Regions from separate parts of the Mus musculus genome. Here regions 1, 2 and 3 are each linked to region 4. The links are chromatin contacts, called in public HiCAR-type and promoter capture Hi-C maps. All regions are on one chromosome and are shown on one strand. The core of a region is the stretch at or near the end of the contact, and the rest is flanking DNA. Distances in the headings are between cores, read along the strand shown. Region 1 holds the start of Ankrd44 (ankyrin repeat domain 44). Region 2 holds the start of Ccdc150 (coiled-coil domain containing 150). Region 3 holds the start of Pgap1 (post-GPI attachment to proteins 1). Region 4 holds the start of Stat1 (signal transducer and activator of transcription 1).

Region 1 (3,224 bases), core at 149-2,648, 2.8 Mb before region 4:
ACCACGCCCAGCTTAGTCTGGTCTTTTGCTTCCTAAATACTTCTCCTTATGATCCTTTATTTCGGTTTGGAATTATATTAATCTGCAATGCCTATCTGGTTTATATGAGTGCCCTTTGAGAGTAGGCACCTGTCTTACTTACGGGCTCTAGTGTGACAAAAAAAGGAAAAGTGACCAAAAACAACTTGAGGAAGAAAGAATTTGTTTGTACTTCCGCTTCCACATCACAGTTCATCACTGAAGGAAGACAGGGCAGTAACGCAAGGCAGGAACCTGGAAGCAGGAACTGAAGCACATGCCAGGAAGAAGTGCTGCTTACTGGCTTGGTGCTCATGGCTTGCTCAGTCTGCTTTATTATACACCCAAGATTACCCCTACCCAGGGTGACACAACTCACAGAGAGCTGACCCCGACCACATTAATCATCAGTTTTTCTTAATTAATTTTCTTAATGCCCCTACCAGCTTGCTCACGGGTCAATCTGGTGGGAGCCTTTTTAAAAAACAAACAAACAAACAAACAAACAAACAAACAAACCTGAGGCTCCCTCTTCTCAAATGACTGTAGCCCGTGTCAAGTAGAGGTAAAAACTAGCCAGCAGAATATCTTACCTGCTTATGCTCCATTTCTCTCCATGCCCAGTCACTGCCGGAATTTATAAGTGCTTTTCCAGATCGCAGAAATACCAACACTTACTACGGATTGCTACCTCTGTATTAGAAGCCTAATCTGTCGGACAGCTGTCTTCTGTGTGTGTAGGGTGGAAAGTGGGCAGCATGCAACTTACTCTTGTAGGAATAAATCAGCTAGGACTTATTTAATGCAGTAATTTAGTAGGACTCTTTTTTTCCTACTCAGTTTCACCTTCAGTCCCAAGCCTAGGCTACCAAGTTAGGGTAGTGTGTGGTTTAACTAGGAGGTGACCGGAGGGTCACAGCTCCCGTTCCCACCGCTATATGTTTAGAGAAACCCTGGACTCAACAACGCATCCATGGCCTCCTTATATTAAACAAAGAGACTGTCAGCCCAGCGCCTAGGTGGCAGAAATTCGGAGCGCCGGAGCAATCTGATTAGGGAAGAGGTTTAGGGAAAGGGGGTGTGACACAGTCTGCAGGGTGAAAGTTGGTGGCCTGTGAGTAGCAAGCTTTCTGGACCCCTGGGGTGTGTCGGCGAGGGATTGCCCATCGGTGGCGTGCGCGTGGGTGGGATTGCTGGGGAGGGTCAGCGTCAGGCCCCCTCCCCTTTCGGCTGGCTCCTGGCGGAGCGGGGTGCAGGTGTGGGAGGGCGCCGGGGCCGAGGGCTGCGAGGAGCCGCCGCGGGCGGCAGGAGGCAGCGTCGGCCCGGGCGGCGCGAGGCAGCGCGCGGTGATGTCAGTGGCGGCCCGGCTGGCAGCGGCCGGCACTTCCTGTATAAAGGCGGGCGGGCCGGGCTGCGACTCCCGCGAGCCGGGGCTGGGCTCTGAGAGGCAGGCGGCGGCGGCCGAGCAGTGGCGGGGCTGTCACCTTCGCGAGCCCAGCTCCTGGAGCTTTCCCGGGCCGTCCCTTCCGCGTCCCCGGGCTCCCGGCGTTGACATCTGCGGAGCGGAGAGCTGTATGTGCGCGCGCGCGGGAAAGGAAGAATGGCAGTGCTCAAACTCTGCGAGCAGGTAGGGGCGGCGGGGAGCGGAGAAGGGGGCGCGGCGGGCGCCGAGCGAGCGGAGCGCGCCCCGGGCTGTTTACGCGCAGCCTTTGAGCGTGCACGGCCTGCCGCGGGGCTCGGCTCCCGCGCAGTCTCCGCCCTGGGCCGTCGCAAGTGCGCGTTCGCGGCCGGAGAGGGTCGGCGAGATGCGGGAGTGGCCGCCGGACGCGGGGAACGCGGGTCGCAGCCGCACCGGGAGAGGGGAGCCTCGGACTGCGTCGTGCACTCAGGAGCAGTCAGCCTGGGGGTGCTCGGGGGAAGGCTGCCCGTGGGCTCAGGAGGAGGAAGGTGGACGGCGGGAGAGAGGATCTCAGCCTCGCAGCCCCGCTTCCCCAGACCTCTCCCGCGTCAGGCAAGAGACTGGCCGGGATCCCCGCTCCCGTGCAATAGGCTATCTTCATCGGTTGGATAGGACACCCCGACTTCCTCTTTAGTTGCCCAGGGGCTGGGTGTGGGATGTGGGATTGAGGGTGCAGAGAGACGCGAGCTCTCGGCCCAGGTCTCCGAATAGGAGATGGAGTCAGGTCCCAGGCTGAGCTCGCAGGCGCTGGTGCCCCTCAGCTTTGTTGCTTTTTTGACGGAGACATCACACCCGGCAGCCCCAGAGTTCAGCTTGAAGCCATGAAATTATTTATTGAATCCGATTGACAGTCTTTGCTACAGGTCTGGACATTGACACACACGGGAAGTCCAACTAAATTGCCTGAAACACAAAACAAAACAAAACAAAACCTCACAATTCTTTACATGAAAAGGGGGGAAACGTCCCGGTTTATGCATCTACACTGAAATGAACATTGTTTTGGGGGCCTGGTAAGCGAAGAGGCGATCTTGACTTTGATACATGGTGTCAAACAGGCCAGTCCCCTCTATTAAGCACCTCCAACTTCTTAATAGGTTGCATCTGGCGTCTTGCTAGTTAGAATTCAGCCAGAATATTCTGCAACTTAAATGCAACCTTTGCGGTAGTGAGCCACAATGGTTTGTTTTGCCCCTTTAGATTAAATTTACTTCAGCTTGCTTTCCTTAAGTATTTACAGCCCCGCTTTCTTCCCCTCCCCGCCTTGGTTCAGAAGTCACTGAGTTAAAAACTCTGTTAAATTTAGCAGGGAGAGCAGCTGTTAATTGTGTGAACCTGTCCCTCCTCGTTGGCTACTGAGCATTTAAAGTGCTTGTAAATTGATATTAGGATTTTCTCTACCCTTTGTTTCCAATTTTTGCCAACTGTTAGACATCTGCTTATTTTAAGTCTTATGCTGTATTGTGTCCAGAGTCCTGTCAACGATGATGGTACACATTCCCCTACTTTGTTAATTCCTAAGTCTGCAGAGTCGAGTAGAACAACACGGTGCTAGTAGGCATTGGTATGTTAGACATAGGAAAGCATTCGGTGTAGAATTTTACTTAGAAAGATGCTAATCATTTATCCCGAGTTCCTTATTTTCTAAGTAAAACAGCTGACTGGGAAAAGCAAGAGTCTTCCTCAGGAGCCTCAGCTGTCTGCTGGCGGTGTCCACCTCCCAGGCTGCTCTGGAGGCCCTGAGATA
Region 2 (3,223 bases), core at 593-3,092, 2.1 Mb before region 4:
GCCATAGCTTATGCAGGCCAAATTGGTAAGCTCCAGGCTTAGTGAGAGGTCCTATCTCAAAATAATGTAAGGAGTGTTCAGGAAAGACCTGCATGTAGACGCAAACAAATAGACACAAAGACATATACACCTATGCATACGAGTGCACACACACACACACAGAGGGGAAGAGAAAGGAAGAAAAGGGAAGAGGGAAAAAAATGGGGGGGGGGGGAGGTCAGGGGAGGGAAAGGGAGAATGAGAAAGCTATGCTTCTGAGTCAAAAAGTAAAGACAGAAGACAAGCCTGTCCACGGGAGTGCACGAGGAGTTACCCAGGTCGCTGGAGTAAGGCCTCTCCAGAGACCAGTGTTAAGGGCAAATTTTTGGCTGGTGTCAGAACCAGAAAAAGGGAGAAAGGAGGCAGCAAAAGAAAAAAGCTGCCTTTCTGGGATCTCAAAAAACACACAAGCTTACCAGGAAGGGTCTGCTAAGGAAGGAATACATAAATGCATCTCATTACGGTTTATTTATTTACTTATTTTAGGTTTGAGGCAGGGTCTTGTGTAGCTCAAGCTTCCCTCAAACTCGATGTGAGGATGACTTTAAACTTCTCCTCAGGTCTCTACCTCCCAAGGCTAGAATTACAGGCACACACTACCAAATGGTCTTGGCAGGCACTCCGCTGTGCAATAACCCAGGTTCCTCCCATCTTAGGTCTTGTATGTTCCTTTCTACCTTCTGGCTTCAGTTCTCTCTCTTCAGATGACAAAATAGAATTTAGTCCTATGCAGGTGAAGTGCCTGCTTGTCTTCATCAAACCATGGACCAAGTCGTGTGCAAAAGGGGTTATTGGCATTAATCGTACTATGGCATTTGTAGCATAGACTGAGAGACACCACATTTGTATTCATGTCTCTAAAGGGTTTCTAGATATCTGCTGTCAGCATCAGAATGGATCTTACTGTCGCGGAGCATGCAATTTCTGTCGGAGGAAGGAAACGGGTGTGTGTTATGTCCCAAATGGTGCCTGGAAAGCAGCTAGTTTAAAATAGCCCTTTATTTGTCCCTGTGTATAATTCCCTAGCACGGGGGAAGTCCACAAACCAACCAACCAACCAACCAACAAAACCCCAAGAATCTGTGTTTGACCCACGTTGATTCACGTAGGGTTACAATCCTTTTGTTGGTGTTGTTGAGCCTAGCATAGTATCTTGGCTGTTGTGGGTGCCAAACACGACAATACTTAACAAACATCTATCTCCGCTCAAGCAAGAAACAGTGTACAAATACAAATGGAGACGCCTCACGTCCAGGAAGCAAACCAGGGAGGATAACAAGTGGCAGAAAACCATGCCTTAATGTTGAAAAAGCCTTCGCCAGGAACCTTCAACTAACTGTATACCTAAATGGGGAACAGCAACTAAAGTAGAGGTCTCAGCGGCTGGCCACCCTTCTGCAGCTGTGGTCCAACCAAGGCCAACTTAACCTGGCTTGTTTTCACAGCCAGGCAGGGTGCTGAAGCAAGGTAAACCGAGGCTCTAGAGGTCTCCAGGGCCGGACTGGACTCGGGCTGGGAGGGAAAGGAACCTTGTTCTGAGGCGTGGTCTCTCCCCCTAAGCCGCCCACCTCAGTTTCCTGTGTGGGCCCGGCAGCCTCACCCCTGATTCATCCAACAGCCCGTAGCTCGGTCCTCCAGGCAGCAAGTTTGTTTCCATGGAACTAAAACAGCTCTTTAAACCAACCCGCTCGCCAGCAGGGTTGCTCCGGCACGCAGGCGCACCCGAGGTGAGGCATGCCGGGAAGTGTAGTTTTCCCGGCCCAGCAGGGCCCTCCACTTGGGGAGGGACCCTGGCCGGAATCCCTCAGTGCTCCGGGAAACGCGAGACCACGTGACCCGGATGACGCCAAACTCCATTGTGTTTCCAGCAGAGCACGCTGGGAAACGTAGTTGCTGCCCTCTCCTCGATTGGGTCGGCTTTGCCCTAATTACTAGGCGCACCCTGCAGGAAGCAAGAAGAGGCCAAGATCAGATGTTTTCAGTTGTTGGAGAACCAGAGGACCAAATAACGTATGAACTATGAGAAACTAACAAATATTTTGTTAATGAACACAAGAATGTAAAAAAAATCAGCTCGTTCTTGTCAAAAGAATCCACTCGGTCCTCTTTCATAACGATCAGGTAGAGAGTAAGCCACGCAGACGCTACTCTCTAGTCTTCTGTCTCTTCAGCGTAGATTTTGATTCCTTGTTGACAGGTAAACGAAGCCGGTGGAAAGGGAGGAAGGAAGGGAAAGAAGGGAAAAGCCGGGGAAGGAGAAAAAAGGTGTCATGTTTTTCAGTTTTGCCTTAAAAGTGTTTACACTTCGTGAAAACCCTCCTATAGTTAAGAACGTGGTATTCAACTTCACCTGAGTTTCAGGACACAGGACCAAATGATTGGTACCCCACACAGGGCAATCAAAGCTCTTCCTTCTGGCTGAGGGAATAAACCTGATAAACCTAGTCTGAGAGTTGAGTCTGAGAGTTGTCACTTCGCAGGTGTCTTGACAGAAATGCTATTCTGATTCTTTTGGTGACTGGGGCCTCCTGAGCAGGGGGGAGGATACCTGCCCATTGAGCCACAGCTGTTAAGACATTCATAAGACTGTGAATGACCCATGAAAAGAAATGCCTTTGTTCAAAAACAACTTTAAACATAAAAATGAAAACGCATTAGTGCAAAAAAAAAAAAAAAAAAAAAAAAAGCTGGTAATTTTCAGTGTATATATGATTTCACTTCCATTCAACAAGATTTTTCTGTAGAACAGATGAAGGACACATGTATGCACTCCCCAGAAAAGCCTCAGGCTTTGGTGAGATGAGAAAATTCACAAGCTCACGTCTCCCGATTAGGCAGTAGTCAGAGAGTTAAACTGAATTAAGTCGGTGCCTTTCACTTCTTGTGTCCATCACCTGGCAAGTAAGAATTTAGGTCAAACAATTGCAAAGTTGGAGAAATGGATTTAAAATTTTCAATATTGATAATAAATTTATCAGCTAGAGATTCGGTTTCTCTTTAATTGAAAATTCATCACATTCAACATCTAATTTTGTGGTTGGTTTGGGTGGATATTTTTGTTTATTTGTTTGTTGGGTTTTTACTTTTTGAGAGTCATGTTAATATAGTCTAGGTTGGCCTTGAACTCAAGAAAATTCTCCTGTTTCAACCTCCTGAATGATAGTTTCAAACATATATTGCCATA
Region 3 (3,190 bases), core at 1-2,500, 2.4 Mb before region 4:
TACCCTTTTACCTTTGGATTGTAGCTTCTTGATGTGAATAGCAGGGTTTTGTATAAGATAAACAATTAGCTTCCTTTTCGGTCTTGAAATTCTTTGATTTCATGCATCCTATCCAGCTTTCCTCAAAATATTTGCTAGAAAATTAATCTAATAAAATAAAATTGAGTCAGTGCCAAAGATCATTCTAAGTAAAATTCTGAAGTTAGCAGCACGCACGCACGTGCACACACACACGCACACACACACACACACACACACACACACACAAAACTCATCTGCTGTCTGGTTAGCTTTAAGGGCTGACACCTCATAACATTTCAGCGTTTCGAAGCTGTTACAAGTATTATCAATGGGTTTAATTTGCTTTTTTAAAACCCCTTCCTTTGTGTAAAGACAAATGGAAATTCTTCAAAATGAACTAAGTTATGAGAAAGAGTGGAAGCTTGAGCAAAATTCTCTTCTAACGTCATTGTGGAACCAGTCCCCAGAGACATGGGGGACTTGGAGAGCACCTCAAGTCAGTGCCGACCTGGTCCTGCAGGTACCAACTGGGAACATCATGTTGGTAGGTATTTTTATATTGTTTTTTTTTTTTTTAGACTTCGTCTGATTAAGGCTTCCACCAAGAACAGGATTTCCTTTGACTGTCGTGTGTTTTGTTTCAATGAGCAGGTGTTGTTACTACCTACAGGGCCCAAGTCGGTGGTCTAAGAGGAAGGGGGAAAGCCATTTGTCTCTTCTGGAATCAAGCTAGTTGGTCCTTGAAGCGAAATTGCGGAGGCCCGAGATGGTTCAAAATTGAACAGGATGGGGTTTGAAACTGTTGCAGGGGAAGGTGTGCGTGACAGCCACCTGACACGCCTTTGATGTGCCGCCTCTCTTGGCCAGTTAGCTCTGAATCTCTAACAGTCTCTGGACTCTAGGGCGTTATCCTTGCCCCTGGCCAATTCCTGCGGTACCCACCCGGCCATTCCCTCTCCTGCCTCTGGGATCCCGCGCTCCCATCCCCCTCTCCCTTTCTTCCTCCACTCCCCGTCCCCCCGCCCCTCTCGCCCCCTCCCTTTTCTCTCCATGCCCTCCAGCCCAGCCCACTCCGCTTTCTCATTCCATTTTTTAGGCACACAATCTCGCTCACGCTGCAAACGCCCACAGCCCCCTCCTCCGTGGGCGGCACCGCGGGCCGGCTGCTCGCAGTTGCGCAGGCGCGCTGAGCGGCAGGCGAAGGGGAGGGGGTGCTGGCGGGCTCCGCGCAGGCGCGCGCTGCTCAGCTGGGCACGGCTTGGCACCGGAGTCTTTCCCTCGCTCTGTCTAGGCTGCCGAGCTTCTCCTGGTGTAGAGGCGCTCGTCTGCACCATGTTTCTCCACTCAGTCAACCTCTGGAATCTGGCGTTCTATGTCTTCATGGTGTTTCTGGCGACCCTGGGGCTGTGGGATGTCTTCTTCGGCTTCGAGGAAAACAAGTGCAGCATGAGCTACATGTTCGAGTACCCCGAGTACCAGGTACGGCCCTCCCTTACCTGCGCGCCCACACCTCCCGGGCTTCTCTCGGGCTCAGATGGAACGCTCCGACTCGGAGCTCTCCTGGCACTCGAAGTCTCCTGCTTCGTGCTGGGCAGGGCATCCTCGCCTCCGCGACCCCTCGTCCCCCACCCAGACTCCGGACCCCGACTTCTGACCGCCAGAGAGCCAGCTCTGGTCCCTCTCCCCAATCCTTATACTTCCCGGACCCTCCTTTGCTTGCAAGGAGATGATTTCTCTTCGCGCCCAGTGATGGGCGTGCGTCAGATTTCGCTTTTCTGGAAAGAAGCAGCGTCTTGCAGAGTTGCCAAAGCTGATTTAAAAAAGAGGCTCTGAGGTTTTACCTCTGGGTGAAGTGACAGACTGGCCTGATTAATAATTAAACTGAAAACTATCTAGTTTTCCTCCGGTGGAGAATTTTGCCGATCCACCTGTTCTGTAGGTTTTGAGTCCGTGGGTGTGTGAGTGTGCGTACCTGTGTTTTCGCATGCCTCTGAACAGTCAGTGACCTGCATAATCGATTACGATATCTGTTATAATCGGTTGCATGTACATTCTGGTGTTATTTTGTCTTCTCACTGGGTTTAACAGGATCTGCCTCCTCTTTCATCGCCCCCCCCCACCTCCTCTGTTCTAATTTGAATGCTTTCATTAATTGCTTCATTTGTTCCGCGTAGTAGAATCTAAAATTTCATTCATGACCAGCAGTAGAAAGAGATGATAACAAATTACACAGCTGTCAGGAGAAATTCCCTTTGGTGATATTTTTCTTGAGATTTCTAAATGAATCTAAATTTTGGAATATCTATTATAATAACTCCTATAAAATATGCATAATACATTTTGATAAGGTGCATTCTTAGTATACTTTTAGGATCATAGCAGATTTTTTTTTCTGTCGATAAAGAATGAAAATCAGGATTGAGTCTGTGTACAGGTCCTTATAGAGGGAGCCTGTTTGATGCTCTCTTATTTACATTTAAAAACTGAAGTTTAAGTTGCTGAGGAGCAAGCATCCTTTCCCATGGATATTTTCTAGTAGATGAGTTCCTACCTTGATTTTGCATCAGTGGTTATGAGGGAAAGTGAACACTGCATTTCAGATGCTTTTGGAGATTTTTAACAAGTTAGTGTTAATTCCAAAGCTAATGAACTGATATGATGTTGGCTTATGTTCATTAGAATCTTAATAGTTAAAAATAAGAACTTTAGGGTTTTTTTAAAAACTGAAAATAGAGTTTATTTTAGTTCTCTTTCATTGCCTATGATTTAATAATTTGAAAACTCGGTAATATTGAAGCAGGTCGCTTTAGTGTAGTACTGTATTCAGTGGTTACAATAAAATCATTTTGGAACAATAGTTTCCATTTATTTTTAGATTTCCCACAATTATTTGGTCTGTTTTAATATTTGCAGTAGTAGAAATTGCCTCCATGTTCAGAACAAAGCATATGGATCTCACAGATGGGCCTTGTGCCTCATGAAATTGACTAGAAAGAGAAAATTAGTGTCATTGAGACAAAAGAGCTAGTGGGCTTTTTTTGTCGGTATGTAGTTATTTTGGTACAAATTGCTGTTTTGGAGTTTGACACTTAATAATTTGTGTGCACAGTAATAATCATAGTGGTGGAAGTTTTAGTACACATTTTTAGCAGACTTTGAATGAATTATG
Region 4 (3,412 bases), core at 623-3,122:
AGCCATGTTCAAGACCACACCTGAACTCATAGCACTTGGGAAAGCTGAGGCAAGAAGGCCACAAGTTCAAGGTCAGCCTGAGATGAATACTGAGCGCTTCTGAGGCTACACAGTGAGTCACTGGCTCAGAAAAAGAAATGTCTTTTTTTTTCATACAGCATTGCCAAATGCCATTTGAAAGAATAAAGTAATATTTGTCTCGTCAGATAAACATGAAGTCAGTTTTTATATTGTAATCCTAAAGGTTAAAAATTATAGCAATCCCTAAATTAAGGAAGTCTTGAGATAGAAACAAGTTACCTGTGACAATCATGTAACGGGATACACACCACTACACAATGGCACCACCACAATTCAGAGTGGGAGACTGTAGTAGCGCCAGACCTCTGAGGAAAGGTCTGTACTCTGATGGAGCATATGGGACTGTATGGATAAATACTTGTTTTCAAACACTCATGTGCAGGAATGAAGTCATGTCTGCTGCACAAATGCCCCTTCAAAGGATAATAAGGAAATGTCTACACTACAAAGCAAGCCGCCATTTCAAATACCATTGGAAAGGACTCCAGCCCACCACTGTGGCATGTCTGTAAACCTGAGACTGGCAAGACAGTCCTTAAACACCTGGCTCAGAGTCTGGAGTTGGCTCTTTCCTGTTTTCATGCCTCCAACAAACATTCTATCCTCCCGGTCTAGCCCGTTCTGCACAGACCACATTGTTTCCAACAATCTAGCAGAATTCCGTATAGATGGTACTTCTTCCTAAAACTGTCTATCCCTCCCACACATAACTTTCTTTGGCCTGTACCAGGCTGCCATTTGCACGGTTTTTAGCGCATGAACTTTCCACAGGAAGCTTGCTGTCTGCACGCATCAGAGCCTCTGAGGGGATATATTTTGCTATCAGCGTCCTCTGGACCCTACAGCGCCGGGCATATAGCCTAAGTGTTACTGAGCACAGAACCGTTTGTTCCGCTGAAACCTTGTATGTATCAGAAGGCGTAGGAAAGCAAAAGGCAAACCCCATGATGAACCTACAAGTCTGAGTCCTCATTGATCAATCAGGGCTCAAGTCATTCCTGCCAGATAAAAGCAATCTTCACCCATCCATTCACCTATCCCTAAACTTTTAGGTAGTGTTCGGGAGTATTTTAGATAGTGATTATACCATTAGTGGTTCTGCGGAACCTAAATACCACCTTTAAGTTTCAGAAAACCGGTAAGGGCTGATACATACTGAGATTCCAAATGCTTCCGTTCCCACGTAGACTTACTGGGCTGTCTCCGGGTGCAGGTTCGGGATTCAACACAAGCAATCACCACACACAGCAAGTTATATGCCAGTTGCATGCGCGGCGGCGTGGCGCCGGCTCAGGGTATGGAGCAGAGCTGAAACGACTGCAAAAAGAAGAAAATGTTACAGTGGTGGAAAGGGGCTGGAGGCAAGGCGAGCAAAGGTTAAGCGGGAAGGTGCAGTGTCTTCCGGGAGAAATGTCTATTGCACAAGTCATTTTACCCTAGAAGTGAGAACGGCAGGATAAGAGAGCCAAGCAGCGCCAAGAGTTGGGCAAGCGATCCGGCTCCTGGCGTTCTCTCTGCGGGATGACAGGTCACCTGTGGGCAGCAGACCCCAGGTCCGAGGAGAGGGCGCCCCACTTCCACCCGCACCCGCACCCGGATCCGCACCTGGCTCTCACTCACTCACTGCACGCAGGAGCTCGAGTCTGGGCAAATCTCTCTGCGCCGCTCAGCAGTGTCCCAAGTGGGTCTGAGGGGCGCGGTCCCGGAGGTCTCCAGGGAGCTTTGACAGACTCGGCGCTGAAAACCGAAAGTACCGGGCAGGAAAAAAGGCTAGAGGGCGTCCCGCCTCCTTCCGCCTCAGCCAATCAGCGGCAGAGATTGGCCGGCTGTTCCATCAGCGCACCGTCCCCCCCCCCTCGGCTGCTTGGCCTTCCTGGTCCGCGCGCTCCCTACCCGGCGTGCGAAACTTGGGGCGCCGCTGTGCGGTGCAAACCGCAGACAGGGGGTTGTGTTTACAAGGTTGGAAACTATAGGCTTGCGCAAGCTCAGTCTTGGAGATCCTGCATTAAGTAGGCGCATCACTGCGGGATTCAGAATTGGGGACTAGAGATTAACCTTCACGCTACTAAAGCCAGGGAGCTTAATTTACCAATTTGAAAACATTCAATACTTGCCTTTAACTCAGCAGCTACAGAGAACTTGCTCTTGCAGAGGACAGGGCTTGGATTTGCAGTGCCTGCGTAATGGTTCCCAACTCCAGTTCCAGGAGTCTAGTGCCCTCTTCGGACCTCCACTGACGTCAACCAAGCCTGCAAGAAGTACACATACACGCAAGCAAAACAAAAATGTCATGAAATAAAATAAATAATTCTAACTAATATGTTTAAGAAAAATAAAGCTTTACACAATTGACACCTCCATTACCGAAACTTTTGTCCCGCTTAGCCATCATGATGACAGGACCTCTTTGCTTCTTCCTTTCTCGCAGGACATCCCTCTGTCCCCCATCTCCATTATTAAACTACTAAACCAGAATGTGAGTCTCTTATCTACCCTTCTCCCGTTGTGCCTTTGATGACTGTCCCTGTAACTTCCATGTCCTGGAGCACTCCTAGATGTATACACACCCACTGCTTTCTTCCAAGTGTCACAGTTACCCTGTCCTTGGATATCTACTGAGTCTGTAAACCAACTGTACTCAAAACACAGGTTCCTCCTCATACCCCGTCTTAGTCTGGAACGGATGAGGGCCAAGCCATAGACGTTGCCCATTTAGTCCCGGACACTTGGTCCTCGAGCCTCGGTTGGTCTAGCTCCTGTTTCTACCTCTTCCACCACCCCGTCCTCTTACCTGGATCATTGCTGTGGCTTTTCTGGTGACTGCTTGACTTTGGCTTTTCACTCCCTTTTAATTTATCTGCCATACACTCATTTGGGTGATTTTTTTTTAAATCTAATTGCAATGCTGATCATGTCATGCCAATCTAAAAATTTCATGATGGCTTTTCTTGCTTGGTCTTAGACAATTCAAATTTCTCAATATATTCTCTAAAGCCATGTTCCCCTATCACTTTCTTTAATCTCAGCTTGTGCTACTCTGTTTTCATTGCTTAGTACAGCATTTTTATTCTTTGAATAAGCAAAACTCTTTCCCCAAACTCAATCTTCTCACCAGCAGTGTTCTCTTTGAAAAGTCCTCTAAGCCAACATCTGTATTCTCAAATTCTTTGAGGAGTCACTAACTCATGTTAAAATCTAGGATCAATTGGGTGCTGATGGCAGACAGCATTAATCCCAGTACTAAGCAGGCAGAGGTAAGCTGATTCCTGTAAGTTCGAGGCCAGCCTAGTCTAAAGAGTGAGTTCCAGGACAGCCAGGGCTACACTGAGAA

The links. Promoter capture Hi-C pulls out the DNA fragments that hold promoters and counts their contacts. HiCAR-type assays count read pairs that join an accessible place to other places. Capture Hi-C pulls out chosen DNA fragments and counts their contacts.
Region 1: a promoter capture Hi-C map of liver shows a contact between it and region 4, with 4 times the contacts expected there. The contact joins the promoter of Ankrd44 here to the promoter of Stat1 in region 4. A contact is called at or near these places in 1 of 484 Hi-C or Micro-C datasets (B cells) and 1 of 9 other capture datasets (liver).
Region 2: a promoter capture Hi-C map of liver shows a contact between it and region 4, with 2.2 times the contacts expected there. The contact joins the promoter of Ccdc150 here to the promoter of Stat1 in region 4. A contact is called at or near these places in 2 of 39 promoter capture datasets (liver and pre-B cells) and 1 of 115 datasets of contacts at active chromatin or transcription factors (astrocytes).
Region 3: a contact with region 4 is called in a HiCAR-type map of astrocytes, with 3 times the contacts expected there. The contact joins the promoter of Pgap1 here to the promoter of Stat1 in region 4. A contact is called at or near these places in 1 of 39 promoter capture datasets (pre-B cells) and 1 of 115 datasets of contacts at active chromatin or transcription factors (astrocytes).

Annotation. Positions count from the first base shown.
Region 1 is chr1:54,924,561-54,927,784 of GRCm38.p6, reverse strand. It overlaps Ankrd44 (ankyrin repeat domain 44), which reads left to right and starts at 1,398. Exons shown (of 28, transcript NM_001081433.3): 1 at 1,398-1,645. The coding sequence starts at 1,619.
Region 2 is chr1:54,249,302-54,252,524 of GRCm38.p6, reverse strand. It overlaps Ccdc150 (coiled-coil domain containing 150), which reads right to left and starts at 1,842. Exons shown (of 28, transcript NM_030025.2): 1 at 1,640-1,842. The coding sequence starts at 1,696. It overlaps Gm51622 (a long non-coding RNA gene), which reads left to right and starts at 1,912. Exons shown (of 3, transcript XR_003947818.1): 1 at 1,912-2,236.
Region 3 is chr1:54,555,744-54,558,933 of GRCm38.p6, reverse strand. It overlaps Pgap1 (post-GPI attachment to proteins 1), which reads left to right and starts at 1,250. Exons shown (of 27, transcript NM_001163314.2): 1 at 1,250-1,500. The coding sequence starts at 1,354.
Region 4 is chr1:52,117,898-52,121,309 of GRCm38.p6, reverse strand. Stat1 (signal transducer and activator of transcription 1) reads right to left here and starts at 1,872. Exons shown (of 25, transcript NM_009283.4): 1 at 1,687-1,872; 2 at 1,238-1,398.